2 separate regions of the Xenopus laevis genome follow, and region 1 is linked to region 2. A link is a contact called in public Hi-C data. All regions are on one chromosome and are shown on one strand. The core of a region is the stretch at or near the end of the contact, and the rest is flanking DNA. Distances in the headings are between cores, read along the strand shown.

The links. A called contact is a pair of places that touch in the nucleus more often than the background predicts.
Region 1: a Hi-C map of the XL177 cell line shows a contact between it and region 2, with 2.5 times the contacts expected there. The contact joins the enhancer-like site here to the promoter of tsc22d3.L in region 2. A contact is called at or near these places in 2 of 4 Hi-C or Micro-C datasets (the XL177 cell line and the XTC cell line).

What each region holds. Positions count from the first base shown.
Region 1 is chr8L:27,792,996-27,800,368 of Xenopus_laevis_v10.1, forward strand. No RefSeq gene overlaps it. Among protein-coding and RNA genes, the nearest start is that of tsc22d3.L, 93 kb to the left of the region's middle. Within about 2 kb of position 6,001, at least 2 of the 7 cell types and tissues checked have an H3K27ac peak or open chromatin away from gene starts, as enhancers often do.
Region 2 is chr8L:27,702,147-27,708,486 of Xenopus_laevis_v10.1, forward strand. It overlaps tsc22d3.L (TSC22 domain family member 3 L homeolog), which reads left to right and starts at 1,916. Exons shown (of 3, transcript NM_001086817.1): 1 at 1,916-2,190; 2 at 2,951-3,002; 3 at 3,843-5,078. The coding sequence starts at 2,069. The coding sequence ends at 4,082.

The DNA of each region.
Region 1 (7,373 bases), core at 4,751-7,250, 95 kb after region 2:
ACAAATTTCATTCAGAGATGTTTCCCATTGTGAGTTGATACATCTTGATGAATGTGCCACTGCCCATTGTCTAGTGTTCCACTGCCCTTATGCTTGACCATTTTACACCTTAGCCTAAATAACTATAGTGCATTTTCTCACGTGTGAGCTTCACAGTAAGAATGTATAAATTTAAATACATATCAGGGTAGCCAAGAATGTTTAGTAGATATAGGCTATATTGCTGATAATGCTGTCACGCACAAAAATATTTCACGTATAAATGTACACACAGATACCTGATATGAACAGACATATTTAGCCATAACTTGATACACTGACAAACATTCATGTGGTTATAAGAGAGGCTCTTGGGCATAAGCAGTGCGTGTGTCTTTTTTCAACATTTCTTATTGCAGGATTAAAAATAGGTAAGAGACTTGGGTGTGAGTAATGGCTCTAAAGACTGCAATCTCTGTACAGAAGTGATATTACAACCCAAGTGTTCCTGCCAGATCCTAATTTAGAAACAGCTATATAAAGGCAGTGTCTGTGTGGGAGTTAGATGGATTCTAAATTGCACGCTATTACTTATTTTCCGTCCTTGCAAAAACACAATAACAAAAACAAAACATGCTGTAGATATGCTCAGCTAATCTGCCGACAACTTTTAACTTAAGGCCAGAAACCTTAAGATTTCTGAAGTGGATCAACAGCCTACAGAATGTATTAATACCAGTTTCCATTGGTTAGCTATTTTCTGTGTGAATTTTAAAGTTACAAATAAAGTTATGGTTTAAATACTTATTATAGGTGCTGTATGGAAGGTCTGATTAAAAATATAAAACAGCGTCATCCATCTTTTGCATGCTGTAATCATGTATTCTTCTAGTGTTGAACGATGACCCAATGACTTCTAGAAAAATGACTGAAGATTTAAACTGTGCTTACACTTGGCATATTCATCTCTTTAGCACATACATCAAATAGGAACGTAATTGAATGATTGAGCTACTCAAGTGGTGGCTGATCTGATAATTTGGCCTCGGGCCAAAAATTATATCATAGGGGCGTCCATGCAGACCCATTGGAAGATGACTACTTTCATAGACAAATGCACTTCTCACCTGATTTTGCCAATCAATATCCAATCAATTACCCTGGTTAAAGGGTAAAGCTAACCGCATGGGTGAAGGAAAACAAACATGGTTTGCCTAAACTAATTCTAATCTCACAGAGGGTGCTACAATTGATTAAGAAATACTACACCATATATTATTATTTTTTCTGTCTATCCAGAGCTATTAGCGCTGGTTTGTTTACACAAACACAACAGCCATGAGTTACAGCATTGTTTTGGCCCTCTGCATATAGAAAATGTATTGCAAGGTTCCTTTATATAGTTATGGAAACTGATCATATACTCCCTTAAGCGCCTGTTGTAGTTAACAGTCCTACTATCCCATTAGTTGTTCTTCTCTAAATCATTAGTATTGTTCTTATGCATCTAATGGAGCCTTATCAGTGCTTTATATAAGGGAAAATGGCATGATGCTACTATAAATCAATCCTTTTAATACAGGACTAAATCTTTTTGGTCCTCATTGCTGCAGACTGCAGTTACATTTATTATCTACATATGATTTGAGGGTTTTCTGTATCAAGAATTCACCTGTGTTGGGTGGATATTACCACTAAGGTTAGGGCCACATGCGGCCAAAATCAGTCCCTACCGCTGGCAGTTGCCTCCTTCTTCTTTCACGCCCAGAACCATTCTGTTGGCACCAGATGCAAAGTATCGGGTTTCTTTGCCTAAAACCGCCAAGTGTGTTCATGCTAGAGCAGACAGAATGGTTCTGGATGCGAAAGAAGAAGGTTACTGCAGGCTGATTTTGGCCCAGTGTGGCCCTAGCCAGGTTAAAAGTAAGTGAGTATTTGTAAATTTTAAATACAAACTCTAGATTAAACTGAAGTTAATCTAGTTAGGCACTTAGATACCAAGTTAATCAATAGTATGGTTATTATCTGAACTGTGTGTTGTATTTTACTACTCCTTTTATGTATATTTGCACATATTGTGTAACCCAATCCACCTCACTACTCAATAACCTAACCAATAAAAAAGATTTGTGTTGATTGCTAGTGTTAGAGGATGCACAGCAGCATTTACCAATACCCATTGAATTTGATCCACCTTATGGTTTCAAGGGAATTACCCATACTGTCCACTTCTGCCAAATGGCAGAAGGGCTGCTGGAGATGCTATAGACCAGGGATTCCCAACCCTTTGAACCCGTGAGCAACATTCAGAAGTAAAAGGAGTTGGGGAGCAATGCTAGCATAAAAAATGTTCTTCGGGTGCCAAATAAGTGCTGTGATTGCCCATTTGGTTGCCCCTATGTGGATTGTCAACCTACATTGAGGCTCTGTTTGGCAGTACACCTGGCTTTTATGAAACCAAAACTTGCCTCCAAGCCTGTAATTCAAAAATAAGCACCTGCTTTAAAGGCTGCTGGAAGCAACATCCAAGGGGTTGGAGAGCAACATGTTGCTCATGAGCTACTAGTTGGGTATCACTGCTATAGACAGTCAATATTTAGTGGGCTGGTGGCAGGCTGTTTGGGCCTCTGTGTACTTGCCAGAGCCTATTATAAATCCCAAAAACTTTCTGGGTTAATAAATTACTATAGGTTAAGAGTACCAGTGGTTGAACCCACACATTCAATTGGTCCGCTGCATTAAGGTGCCCATAAACGCAATGATTATATTGTACATAAAGAAAATTTGTATTATATTCAGTGTGTGTATGGTGGGAGACAAGTTGACTGATATCGGCAGAAGATACAGATATCGGCCGGCTTGTCGATCGGGCTGGAGGGAACATTTTGATTGGGAGCCTTTGAAGGCACCCAAACATCGCCAATTGTTAGCGCTGAATCATCAGTAGATTTCTATTGTTTCTACCTGTATATCTGACAATTCAGCTCTACGTTCATGTATAGAAATGAACGATCTTTCATGGAAAGATCTTTTCCAGGAATGAACATCTATGGCCACCTATATACCAAGAAAAACAAACGGCTCATTAGATGATATAGGCCTGCTGCACTGGTAAAGAAGTTCAGCTGCATGACCTGCTGTTATGCTGGGTTAGTAACCCAAATGGGTGTGGTAGCTTCTTGAATGTTCTTTGAGTGTTCATTTTTTTCCCCTTGTTCCTTCAATGTGAGATGTCACCCGCAGGTCAAACCAGCCGGGAGTGGAAAAGTGTTTGAGTTATGTCAACAGGGAAAAAATAGCTTTCTTTTGATGAAATCATCATAACGGAGAGGGAGTAGGTGTAAAAATGACAAAAAATAAACAAACAGCCTTGAAATATGACAGAAACCGATAATGCCGAGGGTAGTGGCGTGTTTCAGGCGACAGGAGCGGTAATGGTTACGTGGCACTTCCCTCTGAAAAGAGTAACTGTTTAAACAGGGGGCACAGGATGCAAGTGGCTTTTCATAAACCTCTAAGGGAGTGTTTCTTCCCACCTGGATAAACACAAAGTGAAAGCCCGGCATGGTTTCCAGATTACTGCAAGGCAAGTGTTTCCACCTTGCTTTGGGTAATCATTTTCCAGTGAGTTTATTAAAAAAAAATAGACTTGAAAGCTTCAAATCCAAAACTCTGTCACTGAGCCACAAATTTATTTTGAAATTACACAGGGTTTTTCAAGGCCTGCCCGCTGGATACAGAGACAGTCCTGTTTTTATAAGGTGCTGATGTCATACCGTGAGCTTTAATGGGTTTTCACAGCTGGGCTTTGAATAGAAAAAGGAAGCAGCGCTGAATGCAGACCAGTCATTTTTTTTTTCTTAGGGCTTAAAATAGGATTCAGAGTCTGAAAAACCTCTTTCCTCTCAGTCTGCAAAAACTGAGGACACTGAGTACATATTTACTTTAGGACTTTGAGAAAAAGCCACAGCCTTAATCTGGGTATTGATAGCACTGATAAAGAGAGCAAAGTGTCCACCCTTTAAATTTTGCTGAAACAGAATGTACTGTTCTGGCTTCTGGGTATCTAACAATAGTGGGGAACTTCTTGTAGCAGATATCCCAGCATCCCCCCTTTATTTTATAACCCCACGGATTATCTCTACACTTATGGTGAATATAATGAAGAGTATAGAAGAGCAATTTTCACCTTGTTGCTCTTCAGAGGTTTGCTGAACTACAAAACCCACCGGCAACAGTGAGCAAATCCCTGGCCAAAACAGCAATTTGAGTTTTTACTGAAAACTACCCTCGGAAACTCAAATTTTTCAGGATAAAAACAAATCGACCTTTGATAAATAACCCCCCTACATGTAGATAAAAAGTGTGTCTCCTGATAGCAGTAATTCCCAGACTGTGGGGCTGCTCTGGGAAGGGGGGGGGGCTCAGAGCCATAGCTAGAGGGGTGGGGGCAGCCTCAAGCCCATTTAACTCTATATTAGGATATGCCTTTTTCTTGAATGTCACAAGAGCAAGATTTTGGTTAAATTTTAAATTTGATGTCCTAGACCAATGATCCCTAATCAGTGTTGCTCTCAATATCCTCAAAACCGGTTATTGACTTCCAGGCTTACAGGCAACTTTTAGTTGCAAAAAAACCTGGTGTACTGCTTTAGATAGAGCCTCCTGTAGACTGTCTGTCCACACAGGAACTACCAAATAGCCAATCACAGCCCTTATTTGGCATCCCCTGGAACTTTATTCATGCTTGTGTTGCCCCCAACTCTTTTTTACATTTGAATGTGGTTCACAGGTAGAAAAGGTTGGGGACCCCCTGTCCAAGATATCAAAACTGTAACTGAATGGCTAATATTGATTGGGTATGACCATATATGAGTTCATTCAGTGAGTTTTGGCCCTCCGTTATTTCTATAATTGCTTATGAACATATCTTTATAAAGCTCCAAAATATTGCATAGTGTTGTATAATTAATGGGTTTATGTAATGAGCACACAGATTTATATACAAAAATACAGCTGACAACCAAGAAGTAAAGAGGCCCTGACCAAGATAGCCTACAGTCTAAAAGGTGATGGGGTATGTAAGATTGCCCCTTAGTAACCGTTTGCTACAAACTTGTGCCCCCTTGCCTGCTGCAGAGTAGAGAGCAGCTCCAGGATGTGCAGCTCAGCCATGTCCTTAGTGCCTGCCTTAGGGCATCCTCCTACCTTGTGCTTCTGAATGCCAAATGCTTTGAACACAGGCAGAGTTCCATTCAGGGCATAGTCCGCAGGTCTCTGCACTCCAAAATGGAGCATGCTGCACGAGGCATTGTAAATGAGCCCTAAGTTGTGGAGGTGGGCAAGATTCTACGTATAGTAATGAAACAAGTGACAGATTTGATTTTATTGTCTAGTCAAACAGTGTCTCATGAAATCCATGTTCCTAGAAGGGTAAAAGGGACATTGGACAGGATAATCTACTGACTAGAGGAAAGGAGATTTCACAATCAACATTGGAAGTGATTTTTATGCTGCAAAGGCAGTCAGGTAATGAAGTTCTGAGAGAGGTGATGCTGAGTTAAATGGGGTTAAATGGGTCCTTCCAATCAAGAAAGGACAAAATGGGTAATCATTTACATTAATAAATAATGACTCCAGGCAAATATCAGTTACTGAAATCAAGTATTTCCACCCGTGTAATGAGGGCTCTCTTGTGTAACTGGCTGGTATGCTTGCATGTGGGGGGTGGTGGACAGGCTGTATAAATGTGCTACTCTGATCGCAAGCTCTGTGGGTCATTACATACATACTACAGCTATCGTGCATTTTTTTGAGGGAATGTTTTTGTCAAGCATGTCTGCAATATTTGGGTTCTGAAACACAGCCCGTACAATGCAATACATGGGTATATAAGTAAAATGTATATACAATATCAGTAACTGTATAACAATATGATCTGTGCTGTGACAACGAAAGCACTGGCTGATATATTGATGTGCTATCCAGTCACTAATGAATCCCACAATGTACAGTCGAAGGCTGCTGACTGATGCTTTCCTTGCTTTCCTCCCACGCCTGCTTTAAATAGACCATAAAAGGGCAGAAAAACCCCTCGCCTCGTTTTGTTTGTTGACATGCAGTTCCCCAGGTTACTGAGTCTGAATCACGCATCCCTCTAATGAGTGGTGCCACAGGCTGTCAGCTGACTCTGCAGGCTGGGGAAACAGTGAACGTGGCTGGGGGAAGTCCTTAGTAATGTAACCCTGCCCTCATGTTGCATCAGGTCAGCAGCAGCTCTAAAAGTTTCTCTTTCATTTCAGGGACTCCAGTGATATGTGTTGCATCCACCTGCCACTTATTTGTCTGCCTTTGTACCTGAAGCTGGCCAAATTCATGAAGCAATACCAGAGCTGCAAAGGGGAACAAAGCCTAATTTGTGTGGCACTTGTAACAAATGTCCCAACCCCTGCCCCAGCCCCAGGCATGAGACCTGAAGCTACAAACACCATAGCAGCCAACTCACATTCCAAGTTACTGATGGTATGGAAATACTTAGAGGCCTTTTTATCATATTGTGCAAAAAATGGATTTCTAATTTGGGTGCCCTAGTCCAGAGGGTCCTCGCGCCTGTCCCACCAACATGCAGGTGGATTACACTGGACATTACATACACAGGAGAGTTACACAGCTGCACACCCCCCGTGCTCCTGAAAAATTAAAATGTAGCTGGGCGGCATGCCGTCCTTAAAATCTAGCTGCCCTAGGCCAGGGTATTTGTGGCCTTGCCGCAAATCCAGGCCTGCGTTCTTTTGAAGATTGGTCTCCTGAGATAATATTCTGACTCTGAAGAAATATTTCCCTTAGGGAATCAAACTGGTTATAATATATTTGATGTGGGCTGGAATTCTGGTCTAATCCTCTTGTCTTACCACCTCTCCCATCCTCCTTCTGTTCTAAGGGGCCATGGGTTTGTGGCTTTTCAGGGCTATTTAGCCTCTTTTAATTGTTAGGGCAAGTTAAATTACAAGGCCACAGCTCCGGTTACCCTGTCCTGCCTTTACTTTGTGGTGTCCCAGGCCTTAGAAACAAAAATAGGCAGTTAGATTTAGGGACAACTCCACCCTCTATATTTTCAATTTTCTATGAACACAATCTATGGATTGTGACCGGATGACTTTTTAACCCATACCGAATTTTTGGTCAATTTTTAATTACTCCTTTTTAACTAATTAATTAGTTACCAAGTCTCATTTTTTAGCCTATTTATTGCACTGCACTTAACTGGTGGAACTTAATTGCAATATTCATTTGCTAATTCTATTTTAATAATTGCACCTTATTAATTAATGAATGAATTTATTTATTAAGGGGTGGCATTGGAATCTATTGGTGGGTTAATGTGCCCTTTTGAT
Region 2 (6,340 bases), core at 666-3,165:
ACCATCATAAATTACTTGTTTTGTTCATTTGTGCAGGGCTATGTAAACCTGGCCCAGCTGCTGCACTGATTCAGGATAGAGATGCAAATAGTGACCTATGCAAATGCTAAACCTAAACAAGTGGCCTCATACGCATGGTTACAGTAGGCAGAGCAGATTGTTTGGATACATTGTTGCTAGGGGTAGGGGGTAGTTCTCCTTTGCACCATGAAACTCTCAGTGTTTAGTAGGATTGCAACAGGCATTAGCAACTGTCTTGTTGTACCTGGAGTTCAGTTAGCATTGAATTGTCGAATCAAAGGCATATGTCACCTTCTCTTTTGCATTTTAAATGGGATCTCTTTTGCATAATGTAAGAAAATGGGATTCTAAACAACTTTTCAGTATACACTTTCAAACATGTTTAGGGTTATTGGTAAATGGAATTGCTATTCCCTTTCATTTCTCTGATTCTGACTCTTGCAACAATGCAGCAGATGCTCCATCTCCTTCTGCTACATTGTTTCAGGGGGCAGAACCAACAGTGCAGCGAATTTATAAGCAGCCACTTGAAAAACAAAAACACATACTTTTGAAAAGAAGAACACATATTTTTGATAAGCAATATGTATGTGGACAGTTGCTTAGGGTTACTGTTACTTTGAGCAAGTGAAGGCAAGGGTTTATACTGCAGTTGTGTCAGTAGAACTGACAATCTAGTTGTTACAGGCAGTGAGAAGTGGTGCTTTGTCTTTTTCTTGCTCATAAATCTTGACTTTAATAATAATAATAATAATAATGTCCAAATGACATTCACTCTGACCGTCACATCAGAGAGCTACTTCAGCATATATTTACAGCTACTATTGACAGAAAATTGGGCTCGAAATTACTGGGTGCAACAACCAAAATAACAAACTGTAGAGCAAGGGAATTCTGCAAAAATGTGATGTATATGGCAGCTCCCCACTCTATTCCACTTACCTTGCAATGGGCTCTCTACCATTTTAACTGGTGGTCTCTAGGGACCTGGTTTCTAGAGCAAATTAAAAACGTTGTTCACTTTTAAATAAATTTTTAGTATGATATAAAGAGTGATATTCTGAGACAATTTGCAATTGGGGTTCATCTTTTTATTATTTGCTGTTTTTGAGTTATTTAGCTTTTTATTCAGCAGCTCTTCAGTTTGCAGTTTCAGCACACTGGTTGTTGCTATGGTCCATATTACCCTAGCAGCCATACACTGATTTGAATAAGAACCTGAAATATGAATAGGAGAGGGCCTGAATAGAAAAGATGGGTAACAAAAAGTAGCAATAACAATATTGTACCTTATAGAGCATTTGCTTCTTAGATGGGGTCAGTGAACCTCATCTGAAAGCTGGAGTCTGGAGAAGAAGACAAATAATCCAAAAACTATAAAAAAAAAAAAAAATTAGGACCACTTGAAAAGTTGCTTAGAATAAACCATTCTATAACAAACTAAAAGTTAACTTAAAGGTGAAAGCACCCCTTTAACCCACTTTTCACCTGGGTATTTCAGGGCTATTTTTATTATATGCAAGGTGCCACTGCTTATGAAGGGTACACTCATGCATAACAGTTGTATCATTGCTGTGGGTAGTAATATATGAAGACATGCCCAGGGATGCGCATGATACCTGCAAAGTTCTTCTGCATTCCAAAACCCAGCAAAGCCTCCTGTAATAGATGCATGCTGGCAGAAGTCATATTATTTTTGCTGATTTCTCAGCAGCCCCAGCACAAATAGTCCTGCAGAAATCTGGGCTTGTTTATGAGCTGAGAGCTTTAGCCTGTAGGGGGATGGGGAATCGCAGAGTCAACCCAATTTGCATACAGGGGCTGACGCCATATGATGTCACTGGGCTGCTATTTAAGGAGGTGGCAGTCTGAAATAGCATTCAGTCTGTGGCTTGTTGCATCAGCAGTCAGATATAAGCACAATTTGAAGTGCACCGGGTTCACATATACTCACACACACACAGAGCAAAGCACCCACTTCTAGGAGTCCCTTAAAGGACAGGATTTATTTGCTGGAGGTCCTAGACAGAGAAGCCGTCCTGCAAACATGAGCACAGAAATGTGTAAATTGCCCATGGAGGTGGCCGTGTACGAGCTGCACAATTTCTCCATTTCATTTTTCTCCTCCTTGCTGGGGGCTGATGTGGTATCTGTCAAGCTGGATAACAGGTAAATATACCCATATAGCGTTCTCGTTAAGGCACACTTAGAGCCCTGCAAAACCAATTTGGGGCAGAAATGCAGTTTTTATAATTTTTTTTTTTTATTTTTTTAATTTTTTTAAATTCTTGTGTATTGATAAAATTGCAGATTATTAGTTAAAAGACAAATGGAATATTTTGCACTGGGTTTGGCTGCAGGATGATTTTGTGTGCATGTGAAGTTACAGAATGCTTTCTGTGCTTTGTTTCATGTAACAAAATGACAAAATGGCAAGGTGCACTGTACAGAATTCACTTTGCCCGATGCCGCCCAGGGGTTTTCTTACTATAACAGACTTATGGCTGTGACTGTTCATGTTGACTTATCTGCAGCAGATCTGTGTGTGTGTGTGTGAGTAAATACAGCCAGGATTGTGTAGATGAGGCAGAATTGACATTATGGCTGGGGTATGTTTGGCCCATGCTGGATTCTCATTTCCTGGAGACATCGGCTGGTCGGTTACAGCAGGATAATCCCAGTTTGGACTGGAACAGCCTCAGCTTCCTCCTTCTTGTTTGTCACCGGCCAGAAAGGCATTGTCTGGGCTTGGGGGGGGGGGCTTTAACCCTTTCTTTGCTGTATTGAGCAACACAATTCCTCAGGGGTGCACCTGGAAACCAGATACATTACAATACACATGTGAATATACTAGTGAAAGGTTTTGCATGTATTTTTGATTATATCACTTTGCATGATTATAACCGATTCTTCTTTTTTTTCTCTACAGTGCATCGGGTGCCAGTGTCGTTGCCATTGACAACAAGATTGAGCAAGCCATGGTGAGTGTCTCTTATCTAATGCCCCCACATGTGGAAGAGAGGGTATGGGCAAATCAGATAGGGAGGGCACAGGCAGATCAGATTATTTTTTTCATATTTTTTTTTATTGTACTAAATATGTAGCATATGTGCAAATAGCTGCAGTGCAAGGGTAAAAGCACAACATAAAATATTTGTGGCTAAATAAAGATAGAAATTATAAATGAGGCATCCTGTATCCAGTGGTACATTTATCAGGGACAAAGAGGCAGGCAGTGCATGATTTAAAGCCGGTGCTATATGTGCAGGACCTCTCTGCACTTCATTGCAATCTCCTGTTGCCGGGCAGATTTTCCCCCCGGTGGGCCGGTGGGATCTCATTGGATGGAGCGGCACTGCAGTGCTAGCTGCGGATAATGCCAGCTTAGGCACAATGACATTGTTTTCCTTGCAAGAGAACCTGCAGCCTTCCGTGCAAGGACTTTGAATTCAATCAGGAGTGGGTTGTGAACCACATTTCCCAGATCCACAGATAAGCTGTATGCAGGGATTTGTGCTTTATTCAATAAATGATCTAGTGTATTGGCAGCAGAGTGCATTAGGACTTGCCACTAGTACATCTTTGGGCATGTAAATGCAGCATAGGCTAGTAAAGCACATTTTGCATTTACATGTCCCCCCTTTACGTATATGCTACTGAAATCAATAGTTCTTGAAGTTAATGTGTAACTAGGACTAATTAGTTTGCCGTGCCCCCAAGTTGCAGCAGGAGGGATTCTATAGGGACAGATGTGACCTTTGCAGCCTGATAGTTTCCCAGTGTTCGACCTTTCCCTAACGTCTGCCATGTTTGCCCTACAGGATTTGGTAAAGAACCATCTCATGTACGCTGTGCGAGAAGAGGTCGAGGTGCTGAAGGAGCAGATTAAAGAGCTGGTGGAGAAGAATTCACAGCTTGAGAAAGAGAATCATCTACTGAAGAACCTGGCAAGTCCAGAGCAAATGAAGAAGTTCCAGTCTCGGCTTCCCCAAGATGAAACACCAGTCAAGACAAGACTGGATTTCCTTCGATCATCTCAGCAAGTCGGCTCTGCAGTCTAAGTGGCTCTGTCTTTGGAATGGGCAGAGCCATTGAACTTTTCCTATCGACGTCTTTATATGAGAAAAAAATGAGATTTTTTTCCCCCCCTCTTTAAAGTGTCACCTCGGCTTGGAGGGTCGTCGACTAGCCAAAGCTGGCATGTGCCGGGGCTAGCGTGGGCCTCCTCACAAGTCTTTTCTTCAAGAGAAGAGTGAGAGAAGCTGTGATATGGACTCTTTTTTTTTTTCTAAGAGTACCAGCCAGAGAAAGACAGCTGGCTAGGCATGAATCTTGCCTTTGGCACCATGCTTGGAAAGCAAAGCCTTGCAACCAGCGGGACATGCTAAAGATGACCAGAGACTGCTTCAGCAAAGTTCTCTGGCCATGGAATACAAAGTTGAAGAGGAAGACTCCCCTCTCTTTTGTTTTTTCAGACTGTACCATGGTGGGAAGCAGAGAGCGTGAACCTCTTGGAGCGATGAAAAGGAACAGTTACTCTAGTAACCGTTTATAGTTTGGGCACTTTAGTGCTTCATAATGGAGCTTTGTTCTATATTGGCTCACAGCTGCCCAAACTAGTGATGGTGGGCAATGTCTTTAGACCCCACCCACTACAGGGCTTGTTAGTATAGGTTTACATAGTTTGTATGTAATTTAGCACTTGCCAAAATGTTCTCTTTGAGGACTTGGGAATCTGCTACAAGGACTTATTTTTTTTTACTTTGTCTTATGCAGAATAGAAATGTTCCTGTCTCTTTGCCAGAGCTCAATGGTGGGGAAAGCCGCCTAAAAGACTCACACAAGACACTTTAAAATCCGGGAAAATTAATAGACTGTGGGCTTTTTTTTGTAATATTCTTAATAACTTCAGGACTACAGCTCCCAGCAATGGCCATAAAAGGGGTTGTTGGAATGAATAATGTCTTCTGCTGTTTAACATTACTGTCTGAGATTTTCTGGATTGTACATAACTCAGTGGAAAGCTGCAATAAACACCATTTTTATATATAAACAAATCATTTTTTGTGCGTTAATCATGTGCTGTTCCTATCAGAGCCATTATTATCATTATAGTCACACATACTGTTTACAAATACGAAGTTGGTTTTCATCTGATTGGCCTAGGTGCATCCTTGTGGCACCCATCAATAGCTAATTTCATTGGGCATTTAACATGTTAACATAAGTTGGGTTTCACATATAAAGTAAGTTTCACACTGCAAGGACGTAAAGGGGAACTAAGCTAAAAAAAAAACTGCTCCTATATTAAAGAATATTGTGCAACATCTACATGCACCATAATTAAGGTCGTTTATTTGCTGTGAAAAGAATGCCCTTAGCACTTTCCTTTTGCTCCAAAGAGGCCGCTACTGTAAGATTCTTTACCTCACCTTAATTAAAGGGCAGTGTTGGTACTTGTATCAGTTCTTAACCTTGGGTCCTGAGCTGTATTGGGTCTTCAGCTCCTAAAATCCAACAGCATAGAATCAATGGTCAAGGTATGCTGGTGGTTGTAGTTGTGCAACATCTGGGGCTAGGGGCTCAAGGTTAAGAGAACTTGCCATTGAAGGCACCTGCACATCGACCACTGTTCATGCTGAATCATCAGATACAGGTAGAATTCTATTGTTTCTACCTGTATATCTGACGATTCAGCTCTATACGTCCGTATTGAAAACAAACCAATGGTGGCCACCTTTAGTCCAGAGATGCTTCTAATGTGATTAAACTATAGCTCTCACACTTTGAGCCTTTCCCTAGGAAAAAAAACACGATCTAAAGGGTGCTGTTTTGCAAGAGAAATAAGATAAAGACTGGGGCCAGCCACTCCACCCTGGCAATAAGATGAGATGTTATCAGTCATTCTGTTTGTATTCTGTTACCAAGGCAAGCATAAATGAAAGCCACAGTCTGACGCACACACTCTCTACACAGCTCTAACCACTGATCGAACCACTTTTTATTATGGTGTGACTGCAAGAATTTCCAGGATGATTCTCTTACTGAGGCACCAACATATTCCGCAGGGGGTACCCCATCAATGACTGGAATGATGGCAGTCAACCTGCAACCCATAATTATTATCATGGGGGGGGGGGAAACAAAGGTTTCCTGTTGGAATGTTTCAAGTGCAAGTGTTATACTGCCTGGCTGTTTTAAAACTCATCAGGACTACCCTACTGCACAGATGTGCATGTAGGTTATAGTTTAAGCAGATATTTTATTTACCATCTGCTATAGTGTAATCACATCTCTCCCTACTATAACTGCTATCCCA